3 separate regions of the Mus musculus genome follow, and all the other regions are linked to region 2. Evidence: chromatin contacts called from public Hi-C and promoter capture Hi-C data. All regions are on one chromosome and are shown on one strand. Each heading gives the region's core, a stretch centred on a gene start, on an enhancer-like site or on the middle of the called end of the contact. The rest is flanking DNA. Distances are from core to core; before and after follow the strand shown.

The links. Hi-C and Micro-C count contacts between places; a contact is called where the count stands out from the background. Capture Hi-C pulls out chosen DNA fragments and counts their contacts.
Region 1: a Hi-C map of B cells shows a contact between it and region 2, with 6 read pairs. The contact joins the promoter of Nudt3 here to the promoter of Lmf1 in region 2. A contact is called at or near these places in 1 of 484 Hi-C or Micro-C datasets (B cells) and 2 of 9 other capture datasets (adipose tissue and pancreatic islet).
Region 3: a promoter capture Hi-C map of liver shows a contact between it and region 2, with 2.9 times the contacts expected there. The contact joins the promoter of Fance here to the promoter of Lmf1 in region 2.

What each region holds. Positions count from the first base shown.
Region 1 is chr17:27,621,503-27,624,901 of GRCm38.p6, forward strand. Nudt3 (nudix (nucleotide diphosphate linked moiety X)-type motif 3) reads right to left here and starts at 1,950. Exons shown (of 5, transcript NM_019837.2): 1 at 1,585-1,950. The coding sequence starts at 1,683.
Region 2 is chr17:25,577,393-25,580,825 of GRCm38.p6, forward strand. Lmf1 (lipase maturation factor 1) reads left to right here and starts at 1,782. Exons shown (of 11, transcript NM_029624.4): 1 at 1,782-1,987. The coding sequence starts at 1,795.
Region 3 is chr17:28,312,278-28,316,018 of GRCm38.p6, forward strand. It overlaps Fance (Fanconi anemia, complementation group E), which reads left to right and starts at 1,253. Exons shown (of 10, transcript NM_001163819.1): 1 at 1,253-1,605; 2 at 3,322-3,741. The coding sequence starts at 1,367.

The DNA of each region.
Region 1 (3,399 bases), core at 700-3,199, 2.0 Mb after region 2:
CACCACGGAGCAGACGCTTTAATCCTCCTTCTAACAGCTGAAAATCTTAAGCTCCTAAAAAAACAAAACAAGTCAGTCCTACCCCTGGTCTGACCTACACAAGGCAATAGGTGGCCAAACTGCCGCCAGTCCATTGTAAAACTTCTAACCAAAATTAGAAAATCGGTTGTTCCTTTGTTAAGGATCTTGAGTTTCTAGTATTTATCCAAAATATTCACATTTTCACCTCTAGGATGATCTTCTTAAAACAAAGGGTTTTGCAGTGTTCATGACTAAATTACACAGCCTTCTACTTTAAACTTGGCCAGACCTAACCACAGCACTGCAGTGAGGCATGTCATTATGCTAATTCCTTTTCCTCCCGCTAACAGCCCAGATCCCATCTGACTTCCCATATGATAATGAAGAAAACAAAGCTTCTAGAACAGCCTTCACCATAGACAGTTTTACCTCACGTATTCCAAAGCCAGCGCATCATTTAAAACTTGACCTTGCTTACTTACAAAGCGCGTCTTTCGGGGACCTTTGGTAATGAAGGAAAGTAACAAAGTATACATTTCCAAAACTCCTGTTTTGCAATCCCTCAACAGCACAAAGAATGCTTTCACGGATTTTCTTCAGGCCGTCATTTCATTTAAATTCCCCCTCCTCCTCCTCCTCTTCCTCCTCCTGAGTATCTACCGGACAGTGATTCCTGGTAGTCCATCCTCCCTTTCATCAGAGCCTTTCATAACTAACGGGTCAAGTTCCTGTCGCCCATTTCAACACGATGCACCGTACTGCAGGCTTGCCACCCCAGCCCACCGCCGAGGGCCGGGATAAAACATACTCAGTTTCACTGCCCTTCATTGTTTTCAAGCGAACTGCCATCTTACCACCATGCACACACACGACAGCAATGTGTCCCCACAGGCATTTTATGAATTTCCAAAGCAGCTATTCTTTGTGGATTTACAAACCACGCGCCTTTCATGAATCTCGCTTCATCACCACAGAAACGGCTTTGTGAAGCCGAAAAAAAAATTTTTTTTTAAGTTCCTTAAGGAAAAAGGAACAAGACTCTAAAACGTTCTATTATCCTAGCTTACCCTACGACTCATCCTATTGGGCACAGCAGAGAAACGTCGGGACAGAGATCTTCATAAATACAGCTTTTGATGGTCGTGAAGTGTTCCGGTCAATATGAATAACAACCTCGACGACAACCGTGTCCAGTGCCCTTTCTTTTCAGGCTCCAACCATACGGACTCAGCAGCTCAACGTTAGAATCGAACGGCTGGCCCCGGCTTGTCGCTGCCAGTGCTCGCCCGCAGCCACCTCCCCTCGGCCAGCAGCAACCCTGCGGGGAGGGAGGGAGGGAGGGAGCGGCCCTCCGCTCCGCCACAAAGGCCGGCCTGCGCCCCATGCACGTGTGCCGAGCGCCGAGCTGCCTAGCCACTGCCCCGGGCGAACGGCGGCCAACCCCCGACGGCCCGCCGCGGGATGGCATCCCGCTGCCCCGGGCCCTCTCCACTCCGCTCCCCACCCCCCCTTCTCCCCAGGAAACCCCGTCGGGCGCCGCCGACCCCCGGCAGGGCGCCTCACCTCCTCCTCGCTCTCGCTGCGGAAGCACAGGCACGCGGCCCGCTTCTTGTAGCCGTCGCCGTCGTAGGTGCGGGTCTGGTTCGACTTGAGCTTCATCATCCTCCGGGCCCGGGTGGGGGGTGCCGTGCGGGGCCTCGGAGTCCAGGGAAGGGGAGCCTGCTGCAGGCGGGCGGCCGCGCGCGCGCGCGCCCCAGGCTCGATCGAGAGGGCGGGGAGGAGGGTCTGTGTGTCCGCTACACGGCTCCGCGGCGGGACAGCCTCATTGCCCCCGGCCCAGGCCCTGCGCCGCCGTCACGGCCGCCGTCGCCACCGCCACCGCCCCCTCTACCGCCGCCGCCCCCGACGACGACCGCGCCGCCATTTTGGACGCGCTGCGTCAGCTGCGTAAGGCACGCGGGCTCGCCGGACGGCCGCGCGTGCGCAGCGCGGACGGCGTTCCGGAATCGCGCCCGGCGCGGGAGAGCGTCTGCACTGAAGGCCGCGGAAGCTGGCGCGGCTGCTACGCAGACAGCGTAGGGCTGGGGATGGCGGAAGCCGGGTGAGGCGCGGCGCGTGGGCACCACCCGCGACCCCACGGTCCCGGGCGCCGCTGGGCAGAGAGCAGGGGCCCGCCCAAGGTCACCGGCTGAGCGGCCCAGCCCGATCCAAGGTCGCGCCGCTCAGATGACAGGGAGAGTGACAGCGCCGCTCTGCTGTCCCTCGCCGCAGACTGTCAACCTTAGCTGCTGGGGATCAGGAGTGGGGCGGGGCGGGGCTGCTCTTTGCGGTCAGTTGGTAGCTGTCTGGACATATGTGCGTCCTGCAGCCATTTGTGCAAAAAAGGCAAAAGCTGCCACTTGCCTGGCGACATGCTTGAGGGACTGGGTTCGAACCTCAGCACTGCAAAAAAGAAAATAAAAAAGGAAGGAAAGAAAAGAGAGAACGCCATCCTCTTAAACAGGAGCAGAAAGGGAGAGACTGTAAGAGTGTGCACAGCACACGTACGTAAATCATGAAATATGGTTTCTGGCCGTGACTATAACACTGGGATGACCCTCTTAGAGGACGTGAAAGTGGGCTACAGCGTTCCTGCAACAAAACGGGCACCATTACCGTGTGCTAAACGTTTAGAAAATTCTGTCAAGATATTCAAGATTTATAAATAAATCCCAAAGCGCACAGCGTACGTTTGTGGGGACAGGTGTGTGCGCCATGATTGCTTCTGTGAGGTCAGAGGGCAACTTAAACGAATCCATTTTCTCCCACCACAGAGGACCAGGAGACTGAATTTAAGTGGTCAGGCCTGGCTGCAAATGACCTTTCTGGGATATCTGACGGGTCCCCGTTACCTGTTTTAATCATCTTGTATGTAGTATACTTCATTAATAATCTAGAGGGGCCCAAGAGATGTGTCAGTTTAAAAGGGCACTGGCCATGGAGCCTGACCACCTGAGCTAGATCCCTGGCACACATAGCGAAAGGAGAGAACCAACTCCCACAAGCTTCACCGCTACATGTGCTCTATGACATATGTGTCCACACATATTCTAACTTCTTTAAAAACTAAATGAAGGGGCTGGAGGGATGGCTCAGTGATTAAGAACACTGGCTGTTCTTCCAGAGGACCCTGATTCAATTCCCAGTATATGGTAGTTCACATGGTACCATACAGAGTAGCTCACAACTGTCTGTTGGCTCCTTCACACAGATATATATACAGCCAAAACACCAATAAAGTAAAAATGTAAAAAGTCTGGCTGAAAAGGTGCCTCAGGGATAGGAGCGCCTGAAAATGTCCAAGTGTCCAGGAAGCAGAAAGCACTGGGCGTTATCAGT
Region 2 (3,433 bases), core at 532-3,031:
CCAGCCCCAGCTGGGCGCTGGATGCTGGAACAAGAGGTCCACTTTATGCTCTTCACAATGCCCCATTGTGCCCTTCTGCAGGGAGGACAATGTTACCACTGCAAGGGGAAGCTGAGGACAAAGGGCTCTTTGTGAGGATGGTCCCCACCTGAGCCACAGCACCCAGGGTCACACCTGATGGCAGAGCGGTCCTTCCTCTCCTTCTATTCCCTGCATAGCTCTGGCTTCCAGAAATAATTTGAGGAAGTTGTGCCGACTAAAGCTGCCCCCCCCAAAGGTCTCTGCTGGCCCATCCCATGCCTGGCATATGCCAGTGAGGAGAGGCAGGGCTAAGGGTTCCTACTGAAAGATCTGGATGCAGGATACACAGTTCCTTCAGTCTCTAAATTCTTGAGACCTTGGGCAGATGCTGGCCTGTAGGAAGCCTGGCAGGTGGGAAGTATTTGTATTACCTATCACAACATCTGTAATGGGGCATACTCTCAGCTGGGCTCCCAAGGGAGTGCTTCTGAAGAAAAAGAAAAGGAAACTTAAAAAAAAAATACCCAAAGCACGTTGTAGGCTGTATTTCTATGCTAGCACTCTAGTATCAGGAAGCCTGGAGGCCGGGAAGAGTCCCAGCAACAGCACACCAGTCCTTACCCACAAAAGGCTCACTGCTGGTGTAGAGGTATAAATATTAATGGGTTGTTTAACCATGCAAGCATTGGTCATTTATATGTCAAAGCAGCAATCACAAAAAGGAGATGCTAAGGATAAGTTGCAAAAAAAAAAAAAAAAAAAAACCAACCAGTGATAATTCAGAAAGGCACAAGATCTTTAATACATAGAAAGCTCTGAAAGATGGATGGAAAAAAACCCTTGTTCCAGAGAGCCCTGTAGTTGGCATTATAACCACTCTGGCTGTTGATGCCATGTTTAACCATGCAGCATTGGTAACTTATATGTCAAAGCAGCAATCACAAAAAGGAGATGCTAAGGATAAGTTGTTAAAAAACAAACAAACAAACAAACAAACAACAACCAGTGACCCTCCTTTTCTCTGCTGCAGAACGCCTTTCTAGTATCATTTGTGGGCAGTGCTGGAGTGGCACCTAACACGAAAAAGCAGAATTGCTATCAGGCAAGTGGCATGTAATACCAGCATCGAGGGAGGCAGCTCATGAGGACAATTTCTTTGCTGTCATTCTGGGCTTTATAGCTCAAGGCCAGTCTGAGCTATTAAATATAAAGTCAAATATAAAAGCAGCATTTAAGGTGTGTCTCCTTGGGATTCTGCGCATGCTACTGGTGGGTAAATCTGAGTCCTTGATGGTCCAGTGGCCCCATAAATAGCTTGAACACGGTCCTAGATCTTCATAGAGGTGCCACCTGTATACTGAGGTCTCTGGGGACCACAGACAAGGAGATTTAGGAAGAAGAGAAAGCAGGAGGTTCCAGGGCAAATTTCAGGTTTCTTCCTGTCAGTTGTCCTATAGTATAATCTGCGCCTTCCTGGGCAGCGGGCAGCAGAGGAATACAGGATGAAAACCCTGCTCTGCCACGGCCACAGGCCTGGCCTTCCCTGCACATTCGCACCCAGGACACGGCCTGCCGTCACTAGCTCCTTCCCCTGTCGCTTCACTCTCTGCAAATACTGAAGCCACCACGGAGACGCCCACCGCTAGGAGAGACCGCCCAGAGAGGGCGTGGCGCGTGGGCCTTGGCTGCAAGAGGTCCGCGTGTCATCCAGGGGAGCTTGTGTGGCTTTCGGGCTTGTGGGCGTGGCCTCCGCGCGCACCGCCCTTTGTGCTCATGCGCCCAGACAGCCTAGTAATGGCTGCGCCCGAGGGGTCGCTGAGAAAACGGAAGGTCGGGGGTGCGGAGCACAGTCCAGCGTCGCAACCTTCTCTGGCTAGAGATCCCGCAGATTCTCCAGCTCGGCTGCACACGGGCACCTTCTGGCTGACTAGAATCGTGCTCCTGCGGGCCCTCGCTTTCATTTACTGTGAGTGTCCGGTGGGAGCGGGCTGTTGCCGGCATCCTGTGACCTGGTCCCAAACCCTAATTGCTTCCGGACTCCCGTTTGTCCCTCTATAGGCTTCAAGGATCCTGCACTAAAACCATTCTGCCCTTCTGTGAGCTTCCGGACCCCGCCTTCTCACCTCCCACTCAGTGGCTGCTTAAACTTTATGTCAGGTCCCTCCTCGGCGTGTTCCTGGGACCCCACCCCAACCCCTGCCTCTCCACAGCCCCACTTAGCACGTGTAAGAGGCGAAGGCAGTCCCCATGCACTCCCTCTGCCTGCACCCTGGGAATGGCGAGACGATGCTAATTCTATTCCTGTTCCGAAGCCCTAGGGGAGATGACGGTCTTTAGCCTGCAACTTAGACCTAGCCTCGCCCCTTTTGCCTTCTCTCAGTGGGTCCCCCACTGGACCCAAAGGTTGTGCAACAGCTCCAACCTGACCTGCTTGGAAGGGCACCCGGCAGAGGGCCCAAGGATCTAGCCAGATTTCACTGGTAGGCAAGAAGTGAGGTTCAACCAGGTCAGCTCTGGAAGGACTCCAAGGTTCTGCTTAGGCTCTGCAGACCTTTACAGTCCACTGCAGCATCCCATACCTACCTGAGCCTAAAGAGTCTTAGCCTCCTTCACTTCAGGAAAAGCGGAATCAAAGGTACTGGCAGGCAGGCAGGCTGGTGTCCCCCATACACACCGCTTTTTGGTTTTGGTTTTTGTTGTTGTTGGTTTGGTTACTGTTTGTTTGTTTTTTAAAACAGGGTTGCTCTGCATAGTCCTGGCTGCCCTGGAACTTGTTCTGTAGACCAGGCTGGTCTTGAACTCCTCACAGAGATCTGCCTGCCTCTGCCTCCAGAGTGCTGGGATTAAAGGTGTGGACCACTACACTGGGCACTGATGTCCCCTCAGCTCCTGGCCTGTTATTGCTACCCACAGTAGTGGGCCAGGAGATGTCATATAGAACCAGTTCCAAACAACTCACTATAGTGACACCTGAACCCCCAGCTGAGGCTGAGCGCCTGTCTACTCACACTGGGCCTGCCCTGCCTGTGGCCATGAGACGGAGCTCAGGCTTAAAACCTGTGGACATCTGTCTGGTGGGAGTAACTGTGGGTTCCAAATCCTCACCCTAATTCCTAATACCTAGGGGGTGGCCCAGTGACTATGTGGACACTGGTGGCCATGGCCCAGCCTTTTAGTAAGGAAGGCAAAACTGAGTGCTAAGTAAGCCCCAGGGCCCAGGACATGCCAGGCTCGTGCATGGTGTACCTTCGGCATCTTTCAGAAGAGTCATCTTAGACTTTGGGCTGTGTCCATGTGGCTCTCATGTGGAGAGTCAGGCTCATGTGCATTTTTGTGTGACGGACTGGCTACTTCCGGGTGCATTGGAGAACTGGAGTTCTTAACCAAACGGTCCCGTGTGTTTGCCTGCCTG
Region 3 (3,741 bases), core at 3-2,502, 2.7 Mb after region 2:
TGGTAGCCTCTCTGATCTCCTCTTCAGCCACCCTGCAGCTCCAGGGCCGTTGCCCTGTTTCTTCTCTTCCTGTAGCAACCTCCCTACAGACTCCCTGACCTGGACCTTATTGGGTTCATTTTGCCTGGTCATCCTATTATAAGGCATCTCAATTTATCTCCTTTTTTTTTTTTTTCTTCCTGAAAGTAACTGTCACGGTCAAAATATTTGATAATTTGTGGCTGGGGAGATGTCTTATCAGTTAAGAGGCCATATTGCTGTCTCACAGAGGACTAAGGTTCAGAACACATACATACTATATACACATAGAGATATTTCCCAGCTACACATACACATACGCCCCATACACATGAGTAAAAATAGAAATGTAAAAGGATAGGAACTAGAGAGATGGCTTAGTGGTTAAGAGTGCTAATTGTATTCGTAAAGACTGGGGTTTCTCAGCATGCGCGTGCAGTCTTAACTGCCTATAACTCAAGTTTCAAAGATTTTGATTTTCTCTTCTGACCTTCCAGGTCTCCTGCACACATTTGGCCCACATACATATATATACACACAGGCACACACACACACACACACACACACACACACAGAAAAGGCAAAATGGAAACAGAGTTGGAGGGATGATGGCTCAGCGGTTAAGAGTATTAGCTGCTCTTGCAGAGGACCCCACATGTAAATTTACAGCCGCTAACTCCAGTCCCAGGACATCCCACGCCCTCTTCTGGCCTCCGCGGGCACTAGACATAGTGCATTTACATATATACAAGCAAATCACCCATACGCATAAAATAATTTTTGCTTTTTTTTTTTTTCTCGAGACAGGGTTTCTCTGTATAGCCCTGGCTGTCCTGGAACTCACTCTGTAGACCAGGCTGGCCTCGAACTCAGAAATCCGCCTGCCTCTGCCTCCCGAGTGCTGGGATTAAAGGCGTGCGCCACCACGCCCGGCATAAAATAATTTTTGAAAAGAAACATTTTAAAAAGACGTGGAGAAGGACTAAGATTAGGCAGCAGTATAGTACAGCCGCTCCATCAAGCGCGGATCAGATTGGCTCCAGACGCAGGAACCGGCCCCGCCCCTTCGCGGGCTTCTCGTACTATGCAGGGAGTTAAGTTGCTTCCTGATGCCCTCGCTCCGTCCCCGCTCCGCCCCTCTCCTGGACGCTCTCTTACAGGTCTGGTTAGTTGATGGTCCCGCCCCCTCCCGATGATCACGTCCCTTCCGGCCCCGCCCCGATCGCTAGATCCCGCCCCTTCAGGCTCTACAGGGTGCTCCGGCTTTCCTTGGCTTCGGGAGCTTTGCGCGGCTGGAGTGGCGCTCCGATCCCGCGTGTCCTAGCCGCCGCCCCGCGTCCGCTCTGCGCTGGCGACGCCGGGGTCGGACTCCGTAGCCTCGGCCGGAGCGGCGCCCTGGGCGAGCCTGGAGGCCCCTGCCCGCCTCCTGCTTCAGGCGCTACAGGCAGGGCCTGAGGGTGCGCGGCGCGGGCTAGGGGTTCTGCGCGCCCTCGGCCGCCGCGCGGAGCACTTCCCTTGGGATGGCTTCCTGGAGGCGCTGGGCCACTTAGAGCCCGAGGTGCGGGGCCCCGACGGCCGCCTAGAGCTGTGAGTCCCCGCCCGTGGCCCCCGCCGCCTCCCCCCTGCTTATTTGTGTAGTTGAGGCAGGGTTCCATCTAGCCTAAGTTAGCCTGGAACTCCGGCAGCCATGTCCTCGGTGACAGGATTACAAGTGCGCGTGCCAGCACTGGGCTGAGACACGCATTTTGTCAGGCAGAATTCTAAGTGCAGACTGAGTTTGTTTGCTTTGCTTCCATCTCCAGTTGCTGAGCTGCTGGTGCATGGCTTTAACTCCAGCATTTGGAGGCAGAGGCGAGCATATGTCTCTTGAGTTCCAGGGCAACAGAGTGAGACTCTGTCCTAAGAAGAATAAAAGGCGGGGTGTGGTGGTGCACGCTGGTAATAGCACTACCCAGTAGGCAGAGGCATGAGGATCTTTAAGTTCAAGACCACCCAGGACAACATAGACTCTGCCAAAACACAAATAATGTATCTCTAATACAGATGTTCTTGTCAAGTGGACACCTGTGTTAAAAATACAGGTCATGCCGGGCGTGGGGGCACATGCCTTTAATCGCAGCGCTCGGGAGGCAGAGGGAGGCGGATTTCTGAGTTCCAGGACAGCCAGGGCTATACAGAGAAACCCTGTCTCGAAAAACAAAAATACAGGTCATACAGTGTAGGGTCTGGTTTCAGCGGTCAGGAAGCTGAGACAGGAGGATTGCTTCAAGTTGGAAACCAAGACTGCACAGGCCAAGAAAACTAGAGACTGACAGATCTCTTGTGAGTTTGAGGCCAGCATGGTATACAGAGCGAGTTCCAGGATAGCGAGGGCTACACAGAGAAACCCTATCACAATAAAGGATATATATATATATATATATATATATATATATATATATATATATGTGTGTGTGTGTGTGTGTGTGTGTGTATGTATATATGTATATATGTATGTATGTATGTATATGTATATATACACATATATATCTCCTATATTTTCTATATATATTTCTCTATATTATATATATTTCCTATATTTCCAATATATATTTCTCTATTATCCTCACATGACAGGCACCTTGGTGTGATAATGGCCCTGACACAGGGGGAGGCTTGAAGACATGGTCACTTGGTTCAGGTCACACTGGCTACCTCAGTAGAATCCTAGAGAGCTAAAGTCATGGGACCCTGGGAAGCTCTGGAGGCCAGGGTTGAGAGAGGATATGCCAGCTGTTTGCAGCAGCCGGCCCCTTAGGAGCAGTAAAGGGTGGGATTAAGGGTTGTTATGGGGTTCTTTCTTTCTGCTTCCTGGCTCACTTGCTCTGTGAAGCCCTTTCTGATGCAGGGATCTAAGAACAGGGCCCGTGCATGTCAGGGGTCCCTGACCCCTCCATCCTCAGCGACCCCTGCTTGTTTTGTTTTGGAGACAGAGTCTCATTGTTTAGCTCTGACTGGCCTCAAACTCATAGAGATCTGTCTACCTTAGCTTTGCAAGTGCTGGGATTAAAGGTATGTGCCACCAGACCTGGCCACCTACCCTAGGCAGCTCTCGAAGGTCCTGCCATCCAGTCCCTGCCTGTTGCCTGCCACAGTGTTCAACTCCAGAGCCAGTATGCCCCAACCAGTATGGTGGTACATGCCTGTGATCAGCACTTAGGGTACTAAGGCAGGAGGTTTGAGGGGTTAAGACCAGCCTGGATTACATAGTGAGCCTTCCCCCGCTGCCCCCCAACTCAGAAAACAAAAATCTTTTGTTCTTAGGGTCCCACTGTTGCTCCGGCTGCCTGGGGTCTGCCAGAAGAACCTGCTGTCCCTGCTGCTGGCTCTCCTACCATCCTTACCTGAAAGCGGACTCCGCTCTGTGCTGCAGCTCCACCATCAGGATGTGTCCTCTACCACTGATGCCTGGCTCCATGCCCTGGGGGAGCTGCTGCGAAGGGATGTGGGGGTTGGAGTCGCTGAGGGATCTTCTCCATTGACCAGAAGCTGTCAGTTACAGCTCCGGGACCTGTGTGGGCGGCTGGGCCAAGGGGGGAGGGGGCTGAAACTGGCCCTGGCTCCAGATCCTGAACAAGAGGACAGACTCTCACAGCTTTGCGGGAAACGGACGAAAGAGCCAGAAGAGGCTGCCAGCCCTGAGTCAGAGAGATCCCCTAAAAGGTTCCGGGGCTGTGAGGAGGC